Linked DNA regions of Mus musculus: region 1 is linked to region 2. A link is a contact called in public Hi-C data. All regions are on one chromosome and are shown on one strand. The core of a region is the stretch at or near the end of the contact, and the rest is flanking DNA. Distances in the headings are between cores, read along the strand shown.

Region 1 (5,451 bases), core at 205-2,704, 4.7 Mb after region 2:
GCCGAGCCAGAGTCCCTCGGTCTCCGTGGCGGGGTACGCCATTAGCGCTGGAGAGCTCTCGAACGCCCAACTTTATATTCAAGAGCCTCTTTAGCGACCGGCACTCGGCTCTCCTCAGTATTCTGCGTCATGTTGGGCAAATATTGTCCTAATCCTTTGCGCGTCCTTAGCCGCCTGTTTTGCTTGCATTCGTTCCAGGAGAGGACTCCGGCAAATCCCCGGCTGCCGCGCTCTCCCGCCTGCGTGGCCGCTCGCGCGCACTTGATCACGCAGCCCGCTCTCTTCGCCTCTGTCTAATTCGGGGACCCGGCGGCTTCTCGCTGCCCGAGGGAGGGGGCTCCCTCCCTAGATCGCCGGCTGCCAGACCGCCCCTTCTCGCCTTCTCTCCCCATCCTCCCGCACCCACAAGTGGGGCCCACACAATGACAAGAGGGGCGGCTAAAAAATAAAATTGGCACGCCGTTTCTAACTGCTCCTGAGACACCATGGGCTGTCTGAGCCGAGGAAACTAGAAGACCCTTCGGTGACTGGCTGAAAGCCTTCCATAGGTTTAAATAGAAAAGGGAGGGGGCGCGCAAAGGGGCCCTTTCTCCTCTCCCGGCCGATCGCCGCCGGCCGGTCCCCTCTGCATCCCCGAGTGGCTAGAGACTCAAAACAGTCCCCTGGATTGCTGTACCCTCTTTTGGTCTTGAGTTTCTTTCCCGGGACATTTGCAGACTTTAGAAAGACGTAGGGAAAAGTTATGTTTTTAATTTTTTTGTTTTTGTTTTTGCGGGAAATAAGGCACTATGCATTGTTTTTAATTAGTTTGTGTCGGGGCCGGGAAAAAAAAAAGCCAGTTAGTAAGTTGCTTGGGAGGAAGCGGACGGTCTGGTGGAGTGGAAATAGAGTGTCGCTTGTTGGTATTTCGAAATAAAAGGGGTTGGAGGGACCCCATCCCGACTTTGAGGGACCAATTCAAAACTAGGGAAGAAAGCCGGCGGCGCTGCGCAGAGACCCGGGAACTCTGTTGTGTCAGAGAAGAGTGGGAAACCCTGGAATTTACCGGAGCGCAAAACGGACCAGATGCGAATTCCCCGGGGAGTCGCATCCTGCGGCGAAAGGCCGGCAGCCGGTGACCCACGGAGCGCGGGCCGAGGGTCAGCGGAGTCCACGCAGAAACTGACAAGTGTCCGCTCTAGAAACTTCCCGTGTCCCACGCGGAGACTGGGACCCAGCAGAGCCCAGGAAGCCCCGCTGCTCGCTCCCCTGGAGGGTGCCATCTCCGAGGTCCTCCGGGGGACCCTGTAAAGGCCTCCTGCGCGCTCTCTTACCTTCCAGGGGGAAGCCGGTGCGCGGGTAGTTCTGCCCCGGGCCGGGTCTCATCATCCTGGGGACCGCGCCGGGCAGCGCCGCCATTCCTGCGCACGCTGGAGACGAATCCAGAGTCGGCTGGATAAACCTCTTGGCGTCTCTTCCTTTCACCCCTGCTGCGATCCTCCTCTCCTCTTCTTCCCTCCCCCCCCCACTAGCCTCTTCCCCCTCCCTTCTGCACCCCCCCCCACCCGGTTGCAGACGCGCCCCTTCCAGAAGCTGGGCGCGGGGGGGGGTGAGGTGGGGGCGGGAGGAGTGGAAGGTGGCGACAAGGAAGTTCAAACAAACAAACACTCCAACCCCAAGTCCGCCTCCACCCGCCGGGCTCGGCCAGAAGTTAAGCCGAATGACACCGGCTGCCGTGGGCCGAGCAGGCCGGGCTCCCTGTCCCCAGCTGCGCCTTGCGGGCCACCCGCTCCCGCGCTCCCGGCCGAAGTTCCTGAGCCCAGAGGTTGCGGAGTGGCTTTCTTTGGGTCTTTATTTATATATTTATTCTCTGGCTCGGACTCCCTCCTCCCCTCGATCCCTCCTCTCAGCGCCTCTTTCTGCTGGCCCTCACACCCTGTCCCCCGGAGGACTGGAACGGGGACGCGCTCCTGCTCGGGTTTCGGACTGGAGGGGAGGTGACCCGAGCGACAGGGTTGGGGAACACAAGAGGAAAAGCGAGGGGGCGCGAGCGATCAGCTGGGTAAGTTGTGCAAAAGTGCTCAACGGCAGGGAAGGGGAGGGAGCAGGCTGCAGCCAGAGAGATCTGATAGGTTCGGACTTTTCTTTTATTCATGAGCAGGAAAGGGGGCCAGTTCGGGAGGGAGAGGGGACCGATAACGAAAAGAAGTCTCCAACGAGTATTTTTTCCCCTTCCTTTTTAATCTCCAACTCGACCTCGTTCTTTTTTTTTCTTTTTCTTTCTTTCTTTTTTTCCTCAGGGGGTCGCGGGGGAGGGAGATAATTTGAAACTCTGAGTCCAGGGATGGCGTGGGCTGGGGGTGCTCTGAGGGAGGGAGAGGGTAACTTCTTTTAAGTGTTGTCCAGAGATGTGCTGGCAGGTCTGTGCTCCGGACGGCTTTCAGCTGTCTGCCCGCTGTGTAGGAAAGCCGGCCTTGGGCTGGGATCTTCTCTGTCCGCTCCGGCTATCTCTGGCCTCCTGGACTAGGGTCCACCGCACGTGTCCCTTCTCTTTTTAGTTCACTAGCTCTGAACATTCCTTGACAACTACTCCCTCCCTGGGCGGAACAGAGTAGGGTGACATCCCCGGAAGAATTTTGACTTCGCTGATACCTGTCAGGGCTTTACTGCTTGCGCCTGGCCTGGCCTGGCCTCCTGCAGCTCGGAGAAACGCAGCAAAATATACATCCCCAGAGATGCTGGCAAATCCGAGTCTGCCAAACCCTGGGGAATAACCTCTCCAGCTCCTCCTCCAGCTCCTAGGCCACCACCTTGGAGCCCTTTCTAGTGGACTCAGAATGTCCTGGAGGCGACATCAGCAAGGCTAGGGATCTGGGAGTCAGATGGGAGATGAGTGGGAGACAGACAGATAAAGCTGGGTACCACCAACTCTACTCCTCCACTGGAGGGCTGGGGAGGTGGTGGCCCAATTAGTTGCGCTCTCTCTCTCTCTCTCTCTCTCTCTCTCTCTCTCTCTCTCTCTCTCTCTCTCAGAGATCCCACAATTCTGTTCTCTGATGCCACAGTAACCAGTGGTCTCTGCCTTAGGACATAGATTCCTAGGGTTGAAAAGCCCTCCCAGCAGGGTAGGATGCCACCCATTACAGATCTTTTGTGCCCCCCCCATACATCTCCAACACTCCAGTAAAGGGCCTCTCTGGCCCAGCCCTGGAGGTGAAATACAATAAAATAAATCCAGTCCTCCAGCTCATGCCCTGCCCAGCCTTCTTGGAGGGGGTCAGTCTGGTCTTGGCCTGGGGGTGCTCTCTGCTGGCTGGCCTCAGTGTGTCCTCTCCCTTCCCCTCCTCCTCACCTGTGACCTTTGCCCCTCTCAGCATGCTACTGACCCTTTCTCCTAGCTGAGGGGTTCATCAGACTTCTTTGTGGGGCAGGGGTGGGGGTGGGCTTCCGGGGATGGGAGACCTGTGGAAAAGCTTGTTAAATATATGCTTGCAGGATTGAATGGGGAGAGGAGAGAGGCCAAGTGGTTTTAGACTCTGCGGCCTGAGTCACACCTACCAGCCAGGTGGGGAGACAGAGTTTTTGCCCTGTAGGTTGTTGGGGGGGGGCGAGAAATGCTAAGTTCCTGGGGACCCTTGTCTGCTTTGACTCCTGAGGTAGATATCCAGGGTTTTGTTTTGTTTTTTAAATACAAGCATGTATATATCCATGTCTTTCTGTAAACATAGGGTACACATATTTAATGTGTTCTCCTTCAGTCTTCCATCTGTCTGTCGTCTGTCCATCCCTCTACCCCCACCAACACCCTCCTGGTATGGCAGACTTTTAGCGACTCTCCTTTGTGTGGTGGTTTGGTAGCTCTTCACTGGCAAATTTGGGTTTTTATGTGCAGGTGAGGTCTGTGTAGGCCTGTCTTGGGTCAATCTTGGGTAAATTAATTGTGGGCTCCTCAATGGGGAGGGTGTAATGCTGTCTTAGCATGGCTGAAAGCAAAGTTTGAGAAGGGGAGCCATGCATATTTTGACTGGCTCCCCTTCTGGAAGTGCCTGGCACCTGGGCTGTCAGGCCTAGTTTCTTCATACCAACCCTGTAACTGGAGCGAAGTTGGAGGTGGGGCAGACACCCAGCTGGTAACCTTGGTACAGAAAGGGTGTTGCTGGGGGGCCCTTAGCATCCTTGGTGACCACAGCATCCTTGAGATGATCTTCCGTTCTGTCCACCAGGAAGGAAGACACAGAGGCTCACTACCCAGGCCCTGCACAGGACACATAGCTGCTGGGGATCCCTGGAGCCTAGGCAGGGCAGACAGCAGAGGGGAGGAAGTGGGCTTGTCTGTCAGAATGAGCGTGGCCATTCTCGCCTGTTGGAGAGCAATTTCACAAATGATTTTTGCAACAATTAAGAAGTGTGGAGGGGTGAAATGGCGATTTCACATCCAGCAGGGGAAAGGGGGGTTCACCTGGGGATGGGTGGTTGCAGCTGGGGTAGGGGAGAAACTCTCCTGCTTGGCCGGTCCCCCTGGCTAGCCCCCATGTCCCAGGGTACCCCCTCCCAAGTCATCAATCAACTCCCAAGGCCTCCAGTGCCTCAGAGGTTCTCAGGGCTCCAGTTCCAGCTGTGAGCTCCAGCCAGTGCTTGCCCTGCCGGCTCGCGCTCTCTCTCTCTCTCTCTCTCTCTCTCTCTCTCTCTCTCTCTCTCTCTCTCTCTTTCCCTACCTCCCCCACCCCATCTACCCTCACTCTCTGTCTCCCTCTCTTCCCCTTCCCTCCGCCTCAGTTCTCTGAACACTTTTTCTGTCCCTGCCTCCCCTCGTACCGCCATCTGTCTCCTCTCTCCTCCGGGTTGCTTTGTGCTTAGGGTCCCTCTCTCTTCCTCCTTGCTTTTCTGACTCCTCCCCAGCGGGTTTCCTCTGCCCGACTCTGTGGTCTGGTCCTCCCGCCTCCCCATCTCCATGGTTTCCAGAAGTATGACCGGCCTCCACTGCTCTGTGGGCTGGAACTCAGACCAGAATCCTTTGGTCCAGATGGGGCTGGACCTTGAGGAAGAGACTCTTCTTCCCCCTTCCTCCCCTCCCCCTTTCCTCTTCCCTCATTCTCTTGTTCTTTTTTCTTACTCCTCTTTCTCCTTCTTCCTACCTTCCTTCTTCCCTCCTCCCCAATTCCTGCCTCCTTTTCCCTCCCCCATTTCCCCTCCCCCTTTTCTTTCCCTTCTCCTTGTCTCTCCTTCCACTCCCCTCCATCATCTTTTCTCTTCCCTCCTTCTCTTTGGTCTCAAGGTATAGGGCATCCCCCTTGCTCCCACTCCCTCCGCCACTTGTGTTCCAGTGCTGTCCCTCTTGGGCAGCCGTCTCCTTAGTCTACCTCTCCCAGCCTCGTCTGGAATCTCTGCACACAAACTCTCCCTCTTTTAAAGAGCTGCAACAACAGCACCGGTCTTCCTTTCATGTTCCTAGCAGAGCCCTCCACAGTGCAT
Region 2 (5,072 bases), core at 1,797-4,296:
TCTGTCCTAGGTTCTGAGTTCTAGAAAGCGCTGTGAAAGCTACCACCAGATGAGTGTTTCACAGGTGAGGGTGTGACACTTGGCAAAGACAGTTGGCGTGATAGAGCGTCTTTCTGGAGCAGTCCTGTGCCAAGCACTTCACACGTGATCCCAGATTCAGCTGTTCTCCCCTGTACAGTTGAGAGGAAGGCTCAGGAATATTCGACACAGGGTCCCTGGACCAGAGGGATGGAGGAAGCAGACTTAAGAACTAACCAGAGATGAGCCAGAAACAAGTGTGCTGAAACCTACCCTTCCCTGTCTCCTGACTTCCAAGGAATGAGACCCACTCAGTCCATTTCCTCAAAGACAGAGGCAACATTGCACAGCCAAGAAGCCTTAGTGGCTTGGAGGGCGGGGGTGTCCTCTCAGGATAAGAGCCTGCTGTAGATGGCCCAGGCTGGTCCAATTTACCCTACAATGGACATACACGTGAGAGAGGAGCTTTGATCTCTGCTTCCTGTCCCCTGTTGGGGACACAGTGAGGTGCTCTTAGAAGAGAGCATTTGAGAGAAGGCAGACTGTTGCCCGACTGTGGGACAGAAAGAAAGACGGAACATATGTACGCACGGTGGGGAAGGGAGAGGGAGCGATGAGTCCTGTTTGGTGGCAGCTCTCCTGGTCTGAAAATTTGACCATACATAAATAGTTCTAGGTTTGTCGGTCCAGAGAAGAAAGAAGGAAACTGGTCTGGTTCTAGACAGGTATAAGGATGAAAGTCTGAGCCTTCTATCCTATCCTCAGAACGGAGCTCAGGAACAGAAGTAGGGAAACAGGGCGGCGCCTTTCTGTTGAAGGGAGACTTCTGCTGGTTGCAGGCCCTTCGGTATCTGGGACTCCAAAGAACCGTATCTCTTTGTGAGAACCCGGGCAGGCAACCCTCGGCCTAACACCACACTATCCATTTACCTGATATGTGACCACTGGTATAAAGAGAAATCAGGCGCGCACTCTCCAGAAAGTAGCTCTTCCCCAACGCTCCGTGGCTTGGAAAACCCGTGCTGCCCGTGCTGCCCCTGCTGCAGGCGCAAGTCTGTGCTCTGAGTCTGGTGGGGGCAACTGAGCAGCCAGCAAGGCGCCAGCGCCAACTAGTGGGCGGTTCACGACACTGCTTCAGCCCGGGCGACCCTTCACCTGCGACCTCAGGCTGCGTACTGAAGGCCAGCACTTCCCCAACCCTTGGATCTGGTGCCCGCGTCTTCCGAGGGTTATAGCTGAGTCCGGGCCCAGGGTCAGATGTTGGGTCATTCCTGTAGCCCCACTTTCCGGAGACCCGGTTATTAATTTGTTGTAAGATCAGAAAGAGAAATCAGGCGGAGGGACTAGTATGGGGCAGATGCAAACTGGAATCACTCAAGAAATCGAATTTATGCATCGCATCGCAGAGGCTGCCAGTCACGGCCCACAATCGCTCGAGGGCAGAATAGACGACTCGGTCTGGGTCCTACCTGGTGACTAGCGGTGCTCCCTTTCCAGGGGAGCCCCCTGAGGGCCCATGCTCAGGGCCAGGCTTCCTAGATCCCCTCTGGTCCAGAGGCTGTTTCCATGGCGGCCCAAGGCCTAGTGATGGTCAACTCCGAATCATAGGTTCTCAAAAAGTTCCAGTAAGGGACCTTCACTGTCCTTGCTTCCCTGGTGGCTTGAGGCGCTGGCATAAGGCCCAGAGAGGGGCAGAATACAATTCTCCTGGCACTCGTTAGACTCAGGACATACCTAGTACCCCGCTGTTGTACACACAGCGCCTGATTTCGTTTTTTGACAAAATGGAGTGTTCTAAGCTGAGGTCAGAGCCAGGATGAGGTCTTGATGCCTCTGTCGCCATCGGATCCTAAATCGTGTCGCTTCTGGGGCTTGTATTGGTAGTTGCAGACAGATTCACTGTCGCTGGCAACGAAAATGCAGTCGAATTTCCAAAGCAGTGAGAGAAACACATGCATTCGTTCGTTGCTGCCGTCCAAGGAGTGCACGGGGTTGGGGAGAGCACAGCCCTCGGTGACCGGTGACCGTGGACTCTCTAGTTGTGTGTCTGTGCCCCCATGCCAGGCTTAGGAGACGGGACGGGAAAGAGTTGTTGTTAGTGAAGTCCAGGAGTTGCTGGGCCACGGAGCATGAGGAACACAGAGACCCCAGGGCCGATTTCCCACAGGGCACCTGACAGCTCTGTAGGCTCAGCGCTTTAGGGCCAAGAAGACTATGGCCCGGCCCTAGGAGGACCCCTTTCCATCCGTGGGGAGAAAGCAGTCTGAGCGTTAAGACTTCTTTCTGCCACAGACCCTCATCCACTTCCACTAGACGGACGGTGGTTGCATGCGTATGGTGTAGCATGGAATGTTCCAAAAAAGCACACTGTTGTAGGCCCCATTGTAGTTTTCAAAGACCCATGAGCTGCCAAGACAGAGGACAACTCCACGAGGCCTGCGCGATCCTGAAATTAGTTTTGAGTGGACAGGAGCCGTGTGGTTGTCCCCACCCCACTGTTGGTCCCTGTGGCAACCCCTATTCTGTCTGCCTCGAAGGTTGACACAGAAGCCACAGAGACGAGAGCCAAGGCCGCGCGGAGCTGTGGACTCCCTCGTGGGGTGGAAGCTCTAGGGTCAAAATCGTTTGTGGAGTGGAGGGAATGAGAAAACCGTCTTGGGTGTCACCGCGGCAACCAGCTGAGGGTGCAGGTTCCGGGCTGCGGTGGCCAGAGCTGAAGCAGCCAGGCTGCGACTCGAGGGAGGGGAAGCGAGCCGCAGCCAGGAGGCTGGAAACCCGATGTCTGCCCAGGTCGCAGCGGCCGCTCCTGACTCCGGGGACCGCGGCTCCCCGCGCGGCTACCGGGACGCGGGTGTCTAGACCCTCTGGGGCGGAGCCTGGCCCCTGCTTGGCTCGCGCGGGCCCGAGCCACCGGGTCCTCCACGGCGAACCCCGAGCCTGGGGGCTGCGATTGGCTGCGCCCCGCGTCGCTCGCACGGCCCCGCCCCGAGGCCCGGGGTACTAACCCCGCGCGGGCGGCCGCGTCGCCGCCACTTGATTCTCTAGGATCCGGGCTGGGGCCGCGGCCGCCGAGTCCGTGGGGCGGCCGCGCGCGCCGGATGCGGGACTAGCGGGCGCGCGGCCGACCGTCGGGGCGCACCCCCTCCCCCGGCGCCGCCCCTCCCCCCACCCCCCACGCTGGCCGGGCCCCGAGCCGCCGCCTTCCCGCCTCCCGCTTCCCGCGGCTGCGGCCGCCCGCGCCCTGACGGCCGCGGCATGCGTATTCCCGTAGACCCGAGCACCAGCCGCCGCTTCACTCCCCCCTCCACGGCCTTCCCCTGCGGCGGCGGCGGCGGCGGCAAGATGGGCGAGAACAGCGGCGCGCTAAGCGCGCAGGCAACCGCGGGCCCCGGCGGCCGCACCCGGCCCGAAGTGCGCTCGATGGTGGACGTGCTGGCCGACCACGCGGGAGAGCTCGTGCGCACCGACAGCCCCAACTTCCTCTGCTCCGTGCTGCCCTCGCACTGGCGCTGCAACAAGACGCTGCCGGTCGCCTTCAAGGTGAGTGCAGGGGCCCGAGCCGGGAGGACACCGGGGAACCTGGGCGCCCCCATTTGCAGGAGCCCATACCGGGGAGGACTTGGGGAGCACCTAGAAGTAGGACATGAAAGGGGATGTCACCCAGCTGGCAAGACACCGGGGTACCCGGGCGCCCCTACTGCAGGATGCCACTCCCGGAAGGACCCCCGCTGGACTCCAGGCGATCCGCAATAAGAGCCCAGACCCCAGAGAACATGGGAGGTACCGTGGTGGAAGAAAAGGGGGTCACCCGGCTAGCAGGACATAGGGGTGCCTGGTCACCCACGCTGCAGGAGCCCAGGCCCGACAGAACATGAGAGGAACCTGGGTGTCCCCGCTGCCCGAGCCCGGGTCCAGAGAGAAATATGGTTACATCAGTCAGGGAAGGTACCAGGAGGACGTCCAGGAGAACTGGGCGTGGGGAGTTCTTCTGCCGTTCCTATTCCAAGAGTCAGAACCCCAGACCTCCCGTTGGGAACGGTACACCGCGGCCTCTCTGCCGGAGGACACGGACACTTGGGGCGCTCCTTCTCGGTGGCACAGACAGCCTGGAGGAGCCATACCCCGTTCCACCTGGCCTTCACGGGGCCCTGCAGAGTATAGTGGCATGGAAACCGGAGGACTGGGGCTCCCAGATTCTTTGGCACAGTCTAACCGGTAACTGGGATGAGGACCGCCGGAGCTGGGCGAGGACCCGGGAGGTGTGGGGCACAGAGGGCGAGGAGGGCCTGGCCTAGCACCGCGCCTCCTGCTCTGCAGCAGAAACACTTCCTTCCCACACTCTCAACCTCAGCGGCTGAAGTGTTGCACAGGGCGACCGTAGGCCGGTTCTAAAGGGCTGCCTCCGGCATAAGTCTGCATCCCGAAAGATAGGCAGAGACTTGGGGAATGCCTCCATCCTGGTAGCCCCAGAGTCGTTCAGAGAATTTATTTTTCAACGATACCAGGGATAGGCAACTGTTTCGTTTCTCTCTCTCTCTCTCTCTCTCTCTCTCTCTCTCTCTCTCTCTCTCTCTCTCTCTCTCTCTCTTGTAAGGGGGGCAGCCAGATGAAACGAAAACGCCTTGGTTTTCCCCTAAACCTCTCACAGCTGCCGTGAGAAAGGACAGAGTAGGAAGGGCCAGCGGCTGGGAGGTAGTGATGCCCGAGGTGGCTGGAAACGCGGCTGCTGGCAGCTGAGGCCCTCCTTGCTCCCATTAAGACTTCAAATTGGAAAGGGGTGGGGGGAAGGCTGGTGACTCTTTGAGGTCTCCCGGGTGACATCTTAAAATACCATTGGGGGAAATCTCCCGGGGAGGAGAGGGAGGAGGGGAGAAGGGGGAGGAGGGGATGAGGGCCGTGTGACTGTAATCGTCAGATCGGAGGTTTTACTGTCACTTGGAGCTTAAAAGGAATCTTTGAAATTAAAAGAAGACAGGATGTTGACAGGAAATCTGGCCTTTTTAATCAGACCCCAAACATTTTCTCCTTGAAATCTTTACCATCTGGATCCCCAG

Evidence for each region. Hi-C and Micro-C count contacts between places; a contact is called where the count stands out from the background.
Region 1: a contact with region 2 is called in a Hi-C map of epiblasts, with 11 times the contacts expected there. The contact joins the promoter of Pax7 here to the promoter of Runx3 in region 2. A contact is called at or near these places in 3 of 484 Hi-C or Micro-C datasets (cerebellum, embryonic stem cells and epiblasts).

The regions. Positions count from the first base shown.
Region 1 is chr4:139,831,514-139,836,964 of GRCm38.p6, forward strand. Pax7 (paired box 7) reads right to left here and starts at 1,455. Exons shown (of 9, transcript NM_011039.2): 1 at 1,314-1,455. The coding sequence starts at 1,398. It overlaps Gm46873 (a long non-coding RNA gene), which reads left to right and starts at 1,955. Exons shown (of 3, transcript XR_001784470.2): 1 at 1,955-2,041.
Region 2 is chr4:135,149,499-135,154,570 of GRCm38.p6, forward strand. Runx3 (runt related transcription factor 3) reads left to right here and starts at 3,047. Exons shown (of 5, transcript NM_001369050.1): 1 at 3,047-3,558. The coding sequence starts at 3,274.